Linked DNA regions of Sus scrofa: region 1 is linked to region 2. The links are chromatin contacts, called in public Hi-C maps. All regions are on one chromosome and are shown on one strand. Each heading gives the region's core, a stretch centred on a gene start, on an enhancer-like site or on the middle of the called end of the contact. The rest is flanking DNA. Distances are from core to core; before and after follow the strand shown. Region 1 holds the start of GCHFR (GTP cyclohydrolase I feedback regulator). Region 2 holds the start of DNAJC17 (dnaJ homolog subfamily C member 17).

Region 1 (7,024 bases), core at 1,390-3,889, 47 kb before region 2:
GTTTGTGAACTTGAGGTAAACAGATTCTGTATTTTTCCAAGATTAACTGTTTCATTCAGCATTTTCATTGCTATAGTTTTTATTGTAAGAATCAACCAAAAATTTACTCTAGGAATTCCCTGGTGGCACAGCAGGTTAAGGGTCTGGTGTTGCCACTGCTGTGGCGGAGGTACAATCCCTGGCCCTGGAACTTCTGCAAGCTGTGGGTGCAGCCAAAGAAAAAAGAGGAGGAATTCTTGCAGTGGCTCAGTGGTTAATGAGCCCAACTAGTTACCATGAGGTTTCAGGTTTGATCCCTGGCCTTGCTCAGTGGGTTAAGGATCTGGCATTGCTATGAGCTGTGGTGTAGGTCTCGGATACCACTGGGTCCCGCATTGCTGTGGCTCTGGCGTAGGCTGGCGACTACAGCTCCGATAGACCCCTAGCCTGGGAACATCCATATGCCTCAGGTGCAGCCCTAAAAAGACAAAAAAAAAAAAAAAAAAAAAATATATATATATATATATATATATATATAAAGACAAAAAACCTTATTCCACTTCTGATGGCCATAAAGACTATTTCCAGGGTTTTTTGCTAATTACAAACAGTGCTGTGGTCAGTGAGTTTTCCTAGGTTTATCTAGGAGAGGTTTGGTAGGTCACAGTGATGCATATCTTAAACTTTATTAGGTGATGCCAATTTGTTTTCCAAGGTGATTGTATCAGTCTATAACAATTTGCAATCCTAACAGTAATATTTCTTTTCTTTTTTTGGCAGGGAGGGCAGAAGCGGCATGCCTGAGGCAAATGGAATTTCCTGGGCCAGGAATGGAAACTGCACCACAGCCGTGACCTGAGCTGCTACCATGAAAATGCCAGATCCTTAACCTGCTGCACCACAAGAGAATCCCCCCAACAATGTTTCAGTTGTTAGACATCTTCACCCAATATATGATGCTTACAAATTTTGATTTCTTATCTTTTGGGAAATCTGTAAAGCAGTATCTCATTGGGGTTTAACTGGCATTTCTGGGATTTCTAATGATATTGAACATCATGTTATATGTTTGTTGGTCATTTCCACTCTCTCTTTTGAAAAGTGCCTACTGGAGTCACTTGCCCATGTTTCTTCTACTCATTTATCTTTTTCTAATTGGCATGCATTCTCTATATGTCCTGGGCATTGATCATTTGTCAGTTTACCAAATCCTTTTTTGAGCACAAACATGTCTTTTCTTTCTAGCTAAACTGTTGGTCTTGGAGGTAGATAATAGGGTTAGAGAGTAGAGGATAATAAACAGTAAGGATTCTTTAGGATTACAATTTTCCATTTTCCTTGTACCTCTCTTCACATCCATCACTGTGCTGAAAGTTCTGAGCATGCCCTATGAGTGTCCTTCGGTGAAATGAAGATTTTTCAGGGGCCTGGGAGGGAAGGTTACAGCCTGTCTTCATTTGGCTTTGCTTTTTAGAGAACCAATCACAACGAGGCAGATAAAGAATGTTGCTCTGTCCAGAGTTCCTGTCGTGGTGCAGCGGAAGCGAATCCGACTAGGAATCATGAGGTTGTGGTTCCATCTCTGGCCTTGCTCAGTGGGTTAAGGATCCAGCGTTGCCGTGAGCTGTGGTGTGGGTTGCAGACGGAGCTCCGATTTGGCGTTGCTGTGGCTCTGGCGTAGGCCAATGGCTACAGCTCCGATTAGACCCCTAGCCTGGGAATCTCCATATGCTGCAGGTGCGGCCTTAAAAAGGCAAAAAAGCAAAAAAAAAAAAAAAAAAAAAAAATTGAGCTGTCAGATTTTGATACATCCAGATGAGGGGGTGGAAACGGGAGTTAAACTCGCTGCTCTCTCTTTGGTGGCTTGTGTGAGGAAATTTTTTTTCCCCCAAATGTTGCCTTGTGATCTCTTGCTCATGGTGCCGGGTCTCTCCAGATTCGAGGGAAGCTCTGAGAACTGAGGTCCAGATTCCATTAGTTTTAGTCCCTTCAGGCCTGGAGCTCAGCCAACCGCTCAGTTCCCTTTACGGATTTACCTACAGGGCCACAGAAGTGCAAGCTTCCGCCGCTGTACTAAGAATTAAAGTCAGAGGCGGGAATGCGTAAGTGCACCCAAAGCAATTGCTGAAGCACTGAAGGAATCTCAGGAGACAGTCTTGGGGCCAGGAAGTGGGGATCCGCTAAATGCTTTAGAAACGTCACTGGGTGGGATAGGCAGGAGCTTAGGAAGCCTCAGTAGGGTCGCTATTTGCTCCCTGCTCCATTTCACTGGGTGGTGGTGGTGGTGTGGGGGGGTGGGGGGGTAGGAGGGACCAGCACGACTTTGGAACCTGTTACTCTGCAGGCGTTGCAGTAACAGAGTGCAAAGTCAACTAGCGAGCAGAGCGCCACGGCCCCCCAGCCAGCCGAGCCCGGCGGGCTACCCCAGCCTTCAGTGCGGGGGTGCAGGGGCGGCCTCCCCAACACACAGCCCCCTCCTGGTCTCCGGAAGATCTGAGGAAGAAGGTAGCTGGCTGGGCGGGTCCCAGTGCGTAGCAGGAGGGTAGGGGGCAGGACCCGAATCGCTGAGCTTCGGGGCGCGTCACGGGCAAACGTTCCTGATTGGTCGGCCGCTGGCGGTCACGGACTAGGCGCTCTGGGATTGGCGTCGCCGGAGGCCACAGCCAGAGTAACCGGACTCCGGGCGGAGGGTTGCAGACCAAGTACAAGCGGCTGGAGTCCGCGCTGGCCTAAAGGGCAGAGAGGTAGCCCGGCCGGGTCGTGCCCACCATGCCCTACCTGCTCATCAGCACCCAGATCCGCATGGTGAGTTAGTTATCTGTCCGCTGTTCTTGGAAGTTGGCGTTGGGCCGGGGCCACGGCCAGGAGCATGGGGTGGAGGGAGAGAGCCGGGGGGCGGGGGGGGGCAGGACGGCGCTGCAGACCGCACATTGGTGCCTCTATCCAGGGCCATGCCCTCTGAAGGCTGGACCCGGAAGCTACCCGGGACACGCCCCCCGGCCCGCGGGGGAGGGAGGCTGTGGATCGAACCCAGGCGGGATCCAGGGACTCTGCGAGCTCCTGCGGCCCGGCGCCTCAAGGCCGCGAAGGGGGCCAGGTGCATGTCCTCCCCGCCACCAAGCAAGCTGCAGGCGCCTGCGGCTCCAGTCCTACCTGCCTGCAGGAGATCGGAGACTCCGGGGGGACCCAGGAAGTTCCGGTCTCACACGTGCAGCATCCACTGCCCTACACAGAACCGCTATGCGCGGCATGGGGTGGGGACTAACCCAAGGGAAAGAGGTTTGGGAAAGGAAAGGATGAAGATGCTCAAACACCTGTGCCAAGTGACCTCACCCACAGCTACTAGCTGCACCCTTAGGCACTTCCAGGAAAAGCTCTCCCTGAGGCCTTAGGAAAGGAAGAGAAGAACCAGAGACAGCCCATGGGGTTAGAGGTTTAAGAAAACCAGGCACCATCAAAAGCCACGCCCCTTTTCAGTTTACTCTGCAAAAAAGAAGATGCTGGCCGCTCCAGGAATCCCCTATTAGTTTCTGAATATGACTGGGTCCCCCAGATGGGCAGCAGGATGTTTGTTCTTCTGCCCTCTCCCTCCCCAGGGCTTGGAGGGTCCATCAGAGAGTACCCAGCTCCCTTGGGATGCAGGAAATAGCAGGTGGGCTCACCATTGGACAGGAGGGGTCTTGGCAGTGTCACAGTGTTTTAAGAACCAGTTAGGGGGTTCCCATTGTGGGGCAGCAGAAACGAATAGACTAGCATCCACGAGGACGAAGGTTTGATCCCTGGCCTTGCTCAGTGGGTTAAAATGATCCCATGTTGCCGTGAGCTGTGGTGTAGGCAGAAGATGCCACTCAGATCCTGTGTTGCTGTGGCTGTGGGGTAGGCCGGCAGCTAAAGCTATGATTTGACTCCTAGCCTGGGAACCTCCAAACACCCTGGGTGCTGCCCTAAAAAGACAAAAAACAAAAACAAACCCAAAACCAAACAGACAAAAAACCCAGTCAGCTGTGTAGTTGTTAAAATGTATGCTTCTGGGTCTCTTGACAAACCTCTAGAAGCACTCTTTAAGCCTGAAGCTTGGGAACTCAGTGATTCTCAGGCAAATAACAGTTTTATTGACATAAAATACATATAATCATAGAATTCACCAATTTAAAGTATACAATTCGATGGCAGTGGGTTTTGTTTTGGTTTATTGAGAATTGTGCAACCATCACCATAGGCAACTTTAGGCTTTTCCATCACCTTGAAAAGAAACCCTGTACCTACACCCTGTACCTCAGCTGTCACTCCTCATTGCTCCTGGGCCCCTCAACCCCAGGTAACCACTCATTTACTTTCTGTCATAATATGCGGTCTCTTTCACCTACATGATGTTTTTAAGGTTCATTCATATGCATCAGTACTCATTATTTTTTGGGGGCTGCTCCCAAGGCATGCACAAGTTTCCGGGCCAGGGACCAAACCTGTGCCACAGCTGAAACCCAAGGCATAGCAGCGACAGCAGCAGATCATTAGCCTGCTGAGCCATCAGGGAATTCCAGTACTCATTCTTTCTTATTGTCAAGTAAAATTCCATTGAATTGCTTTACCACATTCTATTTATCCACTGTTCATTACTTTTGGTTTTCACCTTTTGGTTATCATGAATAATGCTACTGTGAACATTTGTGTGCAAGCTGTCCTGTGGACATATGTCCTCATTTCTCTATTCTCCAGGTGACTCTGATACACAGATACGGGTGATGGTGCCTGGCATGAACGTGCCAGTAGTTAGGTATTGCCCAGCTAAGAGGGGACAGGGAGCCCACACTGCTCAGTCTCATCACTGGTGGACTTCACCCCTTCCCAGCTTGTGTTTAGACCCAAGATTCCTTCCCTTCCTCTCCAGCCTTTAACTGAAGGTGGCTCAGAGCCAGCAGGCAGGGGAGGAAGGAGAGGTGAGATCATTTACCTCTATCTGGCAGCCAGCCAAGCAGCCACTGTGGCTTACCTTGCAGGAGGTGGGCCCCACCATGGTGGGTGATGAGCACTCGGATCCAGAACTGATGCAGCATCTAGGAGCCTCAAAAAGAAGTGTCCTAGGAAACAACTTGTAAGTAGTAGTATTCCTAAGGATCTTCTCCCTGCCAGCCCCGAGTCCTGCCCTTGTTCCTATTACACAACCACCAAGCCCAGGACAATGCCACTGCCCAGCCTCAGGGCCCCTCTGACTGCATCCTGGGGCTCTGTCCTCTGTAGGGTGGGCTCCATCTGCCCGCTCTCCCACAACCCCCCAGGCCTGATCTGAGAGTCTTCCCACTGGCCCTCCCTTCCCAAGAGAACCCCTGGACAAAGTCCCAGAACAGAGGCCAGGTCCCTGAGTACAGGACTCCCAAATGGGCTGCTCCTTGCCCTGTTCTCTCATTTCTAAGCTAGACCCCATGGAGGCAAAGACAGGCACAGAGAAAGGCCTCTGCCTTGAAGAGCTGGTTGAGTGACAAAGCTAAGCCCTAGAAACATGGGTCTTGCTTCCACTTCAGCTGATGCTTGGGGACTTGGCCACATCCCTTGGCCTCCTTCATAAGAGCTCCAAAGTCTAAACAGTGCCTGCTGCTTCCTTTTCTGTCCCTCGCTCCTTCCTACCCTGTAGGAAGGAAAAACCCTGGCTACACAGGCTCGAACTCCTGAGAAGAATCGCCAGAGTTCCCCCCAGTTAAAAGAAGGCGGAGGAGGCAAGCTGGTCCCAGCCCCTTGGTCAGGGTCAGAGGGCTTAAGCCAACTCCATCCCTTTGCCAGGAGGTTTTTGTCTCTGACATGGCCAGCCCTTTATATGCTCAATGGCCCTTTAGAACCAATTAACCCTGAAAGAAGGGAAACCAAGAATTCTCCATGCTAGGGAGTGGCACCCAGAGGAAGGAGCTCTTGGGGGCCAACCTTATCGTTCATGACTGTAGGACAGCCAGGCAGCAAGAGGGCAGAGGTCAGGGAGAGGAGGCCGCTCCTGCTGAATGGTCAGTAACCCCGGGCATGTGGCCTGTTGCAGGTTCTACTATCTGGATGACATCGGGAAAGCCGCTTTACCCCTCTGTTTGCTCACTTATAAAATGGGCACAACTGTAGTACCTGCTTGAGGTTGTTGGGAGGAATAAATGAGATGATGCAAAGTGCTTAGCAGGTGAGGGGGCAGCGAATGCGTAGTCAGCTGGGCACCCAGAAAACCTCAGTCCCTGGTAGGAGTATCCCTGATCAGGCCTGATCTGCAGCAGAAACTGGGTCTGTACATGGGGCTGCACTGCGTACCTCCTCATACCACAATTCTTCTCTTGGCAGTTGTGAGTACTATGTCAACGACCCTCCTCGAATAGTCCTGGACAAGCTGGAACGTAGGGGCTTCCGTGTGCTGAGCATGACAGGGGTGGGCCAGACGCTGGTGTGGTGCCTGCACAAGGAGTGACCCTCTCACAATGAAGAGCGACTGGCACCCCTTCTTTGGAATGGCTGCCACGGGTGCCGACCCCAAGCCCCTGCCTCACTTACTATCCTGCCCGTTCTTCACAAATCGTCATTTTCCTCCACCCAGCACCACTGGCAATGAATGGCCTTCTCAGAAACCTGCCTTGGCCTGTGGGGGAGAGCAGAGCCCCTGGTCCTGGTGCCCCAGCTGCCCCTCCAGCTTCAGACCTGGTGCAGGGCCTGGAGGAGACCCTGTCCTGTGGCAGACTGAGGGGCTGGCAAGAGCCAGGCTGCCCCTGGCAGTGAGTTGGTTGTCCGCCGCATGGCATGGCTCCAGGACTGGGCAGGTGGGTCCTGCATAGCTAGTCCAAGCCAATAAAGAACTGTGATGAGTGGTTGCTCCTCTGCTCTTCTGGCCACTGACTCTCACTGCTTGGAGTACCTCCCTGGGGGTCTGCCCACTCCCCAGGAAGGACAGCCAGGCCTGGGTAGGGCCCTCCGAGGCAAAGCCCAGAAACTGGGGCCATGCACAGGGCAAGCCTGCACCCTACACCTATGTATGCCATAGAGGTAGACTCTTAAAAAAAAAACAGAAAGAAAAAAGAAAAGTTTA
Region 2 (6,609 bases), core at 3,754-6,253:
TGCTATGCAGCTGAAATTGATAGAACATTATAAATCAGGGAGTTCCCGTCCTGGCTCAGTGGTTAACGAATCTGACTAGGAACCATGAGGTTGAGGGTTCGATTCCTCGCCTTGCTCAGTGGGTTAAGGATCCGATGTTGCCGTGAGCTGTGGTGTAGGTCGCAGACATGGCTCGGATCCCGCATTGCTGTGGCTCTGGCATAGGCTGGCGGCTATGGCTCCAATTTGACCCCTAGCCTGGGAACCTCCATATGCCGCAGGAGTGGCCCTAGAAGAGGCAAAAAGACAATAAAAAAAAAAAAAAAAAGAATGCCTCCAGGGAGTTCCCATCGAGGCACAGCGGAAATGAATCCAACTAGGAATCATGAGGTTGCAAGTTCAATCCCTGGCCTTGCTTAGTGGGTTAAGGATCTGGCATTGCTGTGAGCTGTAGTGTAAGTCGCAGACGTGGCTCAGGCGTTCCTGTGGCGTAGGCTGGTAGCTGTAGCCTGGATTAGATCCCCAGCCTGGGAACCTCCATATGCCTTGGGTTCGGCCCTAAAAAGAAAAAAAAAAAAAGAAGAATGACTCCAGGAGTTCCTGTCATGGTTCAGCATAAACAAACCCAACTAGTATCCATGAAGACGCATGTTCAATCCCTGACCTTGAGCAGTGGGTTAAGGATCAGGCATTGCTGTGAGCTGCGGTGTAGGTTGCAGACATGGCTTGGATTCTGGCGTTGCTGTGGCTGTGGCCATCAGCTGTAGCTCCAATTAGACTCCTAGCCTGGGAAATTCCATATGCTTAGGGTGCGGCCCAAAAAGCCAAAAAAAAAAAAAAAAAAAAAACCAGAAAGAAAAAGAATGACTCCAGGTTTCTTCTCAAGTGGATGGATGGTGGTGCCAATTACTGAGAAGGAGAAGTTCAAGGAAGGAGCAAGTACGGAGAGAGAAGATTAAGAATTTCATTTTGGATGTAGTAAGATTTAGACTCCTGTGAAGCATCCAAATGGAGAGGCAGATGGATACACAGACTGGGGATTCAGAGAAGTGGTCTGAATGAGAGGTGAATTTGGTGTTGGTGCCCACCACCACTAGCTGTACAGCCAGAGGGACACAGTGGAAGGGGATCAACCTGGGCTGGGCATCAGGGGATCTGATTCTAGTTCCCATTTTGTCATCTACCACCTGCTCTGAGTTTCAGTTTCACCATCAGTTACACAGAAGGTTGACCTAGATAACTTTTTTTGGATAAGAATTACCTCTACTCCTCCAAAATAAATACACAAATTTACTTAGTTCTTGGCATCTTTCTTTGGACCCAAAATAAGAACTCCTAGACCAGAAAATCAAAGTTTAGGAGGCCTTCTTTGCATATACTTTAAATATTTTTTGGTCCGCCAGTGCCTCTAGAGACTATGACAAGCACTGAAACAAGAAGAGAGGATTCCAGACCCTAAATCCTTTGCTCTCTACCAAAAAGCATGTGTTACCACGGAGCTAATCAGTGTACCCAGAGGCCCTAACCTACTTTTTTTTTTTTTTTTTTTTTTTGCTTTTTAGGGCTGCACCCATGACATGGAAATTCCCAGGCCAGGGGTCAAATTGGAGCTGCAGCTGCTGGCCTACTCCACAGCCACAGCAATGCAGGATCTGAGCCACAGCTGACGGCAATGCTGGATCCTTAACCCACTGAGCCAGGCCAGGGATCAAACCTGAATCCTCATGGATACTAGTCAGATTCATTTCACTGCACCACAATGGGAACTTCCCTAACCTACTTTTCAAGGTTTATCTTCTTATACCCTTTCTTCTTGGCCTGTGCTCCGTACAAATTAGACTATGCACACTCTCCCCTTTCTCAGAATACCCTCCCTCCATCTCCACACATCTAAACTCTACCCATTCTTCAAGGCATCAAATGCCTTCTCTATTTCCCTCACCCCATCTCGCAAACTAGAAGCAACCTCAGCCTACTCTGAACATGCACAGCACTTTATCTGTATTCCTCTTAAGGAACTTATATTCTGCCTTGTATTATAGTTCTGCATCCCCTACTAAAAAGCCAGAGCAGCACCTGTTATCTTTTCTGAAGTGCCTTCTCACATATCCCTTATCTCATCTGGGTGAAAACTGGATCCCAACTTCATTGTGCTGCTTAGACCTTGGTCTCTTGTGTCGACAACATTCCCACCTGATCCCCTAGCAGCAGCTCCTCCACCTGCCCCCCACTCCAATCCTTTCTGCACACTGACATTGAATTTTTTTTTTCCTTTTGGCTATGCCTATGGCATACAGAAATTTCCAGGCCAGGGACTGAACTTACGCCACAGCAGTGACCAAAGCCACATCAGTGACAGTGCTGGATCCTTAACCTACTGCACCACCAGGAAACTCCGAATAATTTCTTTAAAATCTATGTCACTTCTCTGATTAATATATACATCAGCGGGAGTTCCCACTGTGATGTAGTAGGTTAAGGATCTAGCATTGGCTCTGGGCAACACCAGTTTGATCTCCAGCTGGCACCGGGGGTTAAAGATCCAGCATTGCCACAGCTATGGCATGGTTTACAGCTGCAGCTCAGATTCAACTCCAGCCCAGGAACTTCCATATGCTTCAGGTTTGGCCAAAAATAAATAAATAAATATTATATATACACACACACACATTAATGGCTCACAACTGCCTTCTTTAGGAGTTCTCAACTTCAAGGTTCAAACACACTGGTTGGATCTGGTGTGAAATGTCTGCAGTAATTTCTCACTATTAATGAAGCTCTAATTAAAGATTTACAAACGTAGAACACTTAGAATAGTGTCCAGCACATATTATATGGGTGTTAGGAATTATTAACAGTGAAATTGTAAGCCTTATGAGACAGGTATAGCAGATGCATTTGGTGCTCTATGCATGTCCCCATGGCCCACTTCTAATTTCAGCTGTAGCTGTAGGAAACAGTTCTGTGCAGGCTGACAGCAACCCTCCTCAAGGGCCTTATCGGTCCCCTTGCTCTTTTGCCCCAGAGCTTCCTCTTCTCACAAGCTCACTCAGCCTATGAGCAGAGCCACCTAAAAGTACATGGGCATTTGTAGGCATTAATTTCCATCTGATGAATCACCTGCCACCCTTTCCCACATTGCTACAACTACCATGACAATCCAGGGGAAAGTAGTAGAAATCTTAATTGCAGCTTGATCAGTGTCCCACTCTGGCATATTTTTAAAAAATTATTGGAGTTCCCGTCGTGGCGCAGTGGTTAACGAATCTGACTAGGAACCATGAGGTTGCGGGTTTGGTCCCTGCGCTTGCTCAGTGGGTTAACGATCTGGCGTTGCCGTGAGCTGTGGTGTAGGTTGCAGACTCGGCTCAGATCCTGCGTTGCTGTAGCTCTGGCGTAGGCCAGTGGCTACAGCTCCGATTCGACCCCTAGCCTGGGAACCTCCATATGCCGCGGAAGCGGCCCAAAGAAATAGCAAAAAGACAAAAAATAAAAAATAAATAAAAATAAAAATAAATAAAAAATTATTATATACATATTTTTTGCTTTTTATTTTATTTTTTATGCACATGCAGCATATGGAAGTTCCTAGGCTAGGTCGAATCAGAGCTGCAACTGCTGGCCTACACCATAGCAACAGCAATGCAGAATCTAAGCTGCACCTGCTACCTACACCACAGCTCATGGCAACGCCAGATCCATAATCCGCTGAGGGAAGGCAGGGATCAACCCTCATTCTCATGGATACTATTCGGGTTCATAACTTGCTGAGCCACAATGGAAATTTCCTTTTTTAATCTTTTTTTTTTTTTTAGGGCCACACCCATGACATATAGAATTTCCCAGGCTAGGGGTCCATGCCACAGCCTCAGCAACGCCAGATCCAAGCTGCATCTGTGAACTATACCACAGCCCACAGCAACGCCAGATCCTTAAGCCACTGAGCGAGGCCAGGGATCAAACCTGCGTCCTCATGGATGCTAGTTAGATTCGTTTCCGCTAAGGCACCACGGGAACTCCCCTATTTTAATTTTTAATGGCTGCACTCACAGCATATGGAAGTTCCTCCCAGGGCAGCTGCAGCAACGCCAGATCCTTTATCCCATTGTGCCTGGCCTGGAGGCAAACCCGTACCTCCACAGCGACCTGAGCCGCTGCAGTGGCATTCTCAACCCACTGTGCCACAGTGGGAACTCCTCTCGCGCATTTATCAACACCTTCCTGTGGAATTCCAGGCCATTTGCCTTACCCTTCTGATCCTGCTTTTGACCCATTAGAACATGCTGAGAGGACAACACCTGAGCAACTGCTACTTGAAGAGTCAATGGGCTGGGGTGTAAAAGAAAACAGAGATGGCAGAGTCATAGGTCACACTGCCAAGGAGGGGATGAAGAGGGAATGGAGAAGCCTTAAGACCTGTCCTCTCCTAGGCTCTAAGCGAAGTTAAATCAACCTGCTGGAGAGAATGAATGACTCACGTCTGCACAGTGTAGCAGAATCAGAAGCTGACATTGCGCAGGCGCAGTGAGGAAGCAAAGATTGCCCGCCTGGCTGGCTATGCCGCCTCCTTTAGACAAGGGCCACGGGGAGACGTCAGTACCGTACTCCACTCAAAGAACCTCCTTCCTGTGCTCTCTCTTCCTCATGAAGTCCTCAGACCACTAGGAAAGGTCTCGGAACCCGCTTCTGAGGCCGTCGGGCCGACCCCTCGTTGCCAAACACCCAGGGCCGGGTCGAACCTGGAAAGCTGGTGGTGCCAGCCTCGGGAGAGAGGCCAAGACCGGAAGAGTCGCCAGGTCGCTCGGGAACGGCCCTCCTCGCTCCAGTTCTCACCTCTTTGTCCGCCGCCTTCTCCCCGATACCTAGCAGCGCGTACAGATCCATCTGTAAGAGCTCTTTGGTCACCGCCATGGTTCCAATCCTGACTGGATTAGTACTACAACTCCCAGGAGTCTAAGCGTGTCGGGACCGGGGACAGTTGGATCCCAAGCCAGCTGAATGGCGCTTAGCCCCCTGGGAAATGTCGTGATCTGGGCCAGCCAGGCTTGACTGCCTCTGAGAGAAGTTGGCAGGGGTGAAAGAACTACGACTCCCAGCAGCGTCCGCGCACGCCACTACTGCTCTCCCGCAGGGGTGACTGTCGTAATTCCTTGCTCCGAGGCCTTGGCTCTCGCGCGCAAGTGGGCGTGGGGAAGCAGGGGCGGGGCTGGGCGAAGGTCCTAGGGCTTCTGGACCTGACTCACAAGAAATCAACTCTGCAGACCCTGTTACGCCGGGAACCAGGATGGAGAGTAGGTGCTACGGCTGCGCTGTCAAGTTCACCATCTTCAAAAAGGAGGCGAGTCTTCTCTCCCCGGGGGTCTAGAGGGCCAAGGAGGACGCAGAGAGGAGGGAAATGCATAGGACTTGCATTCTTGGTTTTACGGAAAATTTCCACCTGTCTGATTTTGATGAAGCCACTCAGCTTCAGTTTCCGTTTCTGTAGAATGAAGTTAACACTCCGTTGGGGTTGATGCGAGGGTCCAGTGAGGTCCAGGAGGTGATAGTTCTTTGTAAACTGTGAAGCGAACCCCTGTCATTTTTGGAAAGCTAGGTTTTTCTGTCCACCAAGTGTAGGGTTCAGCTGTTTCCTTCTCTCTAGCCTACCCATCTGAAGCCTGGACTTTAGTTAATGCTCTGTGACTGACCTCTCCATCACACCATGCCCGTTTTTTTTCTCTGCTCTGAAACCTTCACCATCAAGCAGCCTTCCCTGCTTTCTTGAGTTAGATTACCACCTTATCTTCTGCCCCCAGGGCACCATGGCAGAATCTCACTTGTCCTCAGCACTGACCTGTCAAGTTCCTCTGGTAAACTGCAGGCTTTCTCTGCCTCCATTGCGACCAGATAGGATGAATGAATAGCAGGTGGTGAAGTAGATCCGTGTGGCCCTCAGAAACCTGGGTTTTGGAGTCAAAGTGATCAGAATTCAAATTTGAGCTCTGCTGTCATTCATGGGGTGAACTTGCTTTGGACAAGTCATGTAACTTTGCTGATCCCTTCCTATTATCCCAATAGAATAAGAATGGTGATCATCAGGATTAAGTAAGATAGTGTGTGTAAATTGTCAGAATTAAATTATGTGATGAACGTTGAGTACTGAGCTTAGAGCCTGGCACACAATAGGTGCTTAATAATGGAGGCTTTTGTTACCATCCCATCCTAGTCAAGCCGCCCTCCATCTCTGCTAGAGCAGAGAAGGCATGGACTCTGCACTTTATTGCTCCTTTGCTGAAGAGTCAGTGACCTGAAGCATGGTCTTTTGCCTGTTTGTCTTCTGCACCCCAATGTCAGGGAATTAGAGGAGAAAGCATGAGAATTTTGCATGAAGCTTTACCTGATTTGAATGGAAGACTGGAGACTGAGGAATTGCTTTACCCTCCACCCCTGTCTCTCCCCAGGCCTTAGGGGCCCCACTCCTCTCCTCTCAGCAGCTGGTTACAGTTTCAGTGCCTGTTCTGTGTGTGTGTTCAGAGAGTTCCAGGGAGGAGCCTGCAGGGGGGAGTGAGAGGTGGACCCCCTGCTTCATGTTTCTTGTAGTACGGCTGTAAGAACTGTGGCCGGGCGTTCTGTTCCGGCTGCCTTAGCTTC

What was found. A called contact is a pair of places that touch in the nucleus more often than the background predicts.
Region 1: a Hi-C map of liver shows a contact between it and region 2, with 4 times the contacts expected there. The contact joins the promoter of GCHFR here to the promoter of DNAJC17 in region 2. A contact is called at or near these places in 1 of 5 promoter capture datasets (fetal skeletal muscle) and 4 of 47 Hi-C or Micro-C datasets (heart right ventricle, liver and skeletal muscle).

What each region holds. Positions count from the first base shown.
Region 1 is chr1:130,559,213-130,566,236 of Sscrofa11.1, reverse strand. It overlaps GCHFR (GTP cyclohydrolase I feedback regulator), which reads left to right and starts at 2,639. Exons shown (of 3, transcript NM_001243443.1): 1 at 2,639-2,784; 2 at 4,977-5,071; 3 at 6,289-7,014. The coding sequence starts at 2,749. The coding sequence ends at 6,412. DNAJC17 (dnaJ homolog subfamily C member 17) reads right to left here. Exons shown (of 11, transcript XM_001929383.4): 11 at 7,004-7,024. It overlaps C1H15orf62, which reads left to right and starts at 6,691. Exons shown (of 2, transcript XM_005659744.3): 1 at 6,691-7,024.
Region 2 is chr1:130,515,119-130,521,727 of Sscrofa11.1, reverse strand. DNAJC17 (dnaJ homolog subfamily C member 17) reads right to left here and starts at 5,003. Exons shown (of 11, transcript XM_001929383.4): 1 at 4,813-5,003. The coding sequence starts at 4,890. It overlaps ZFYVE19 (abscission/NoCut checkpoint regulator), which reads left to right and starts at 3,785. Exons shown (of 12, transcript XM_001929402.5): 1 at 3,785-4,865; 2 at 5,241-5,317; 3 at 6,559-6,609. The coding sequence starts at 5,264.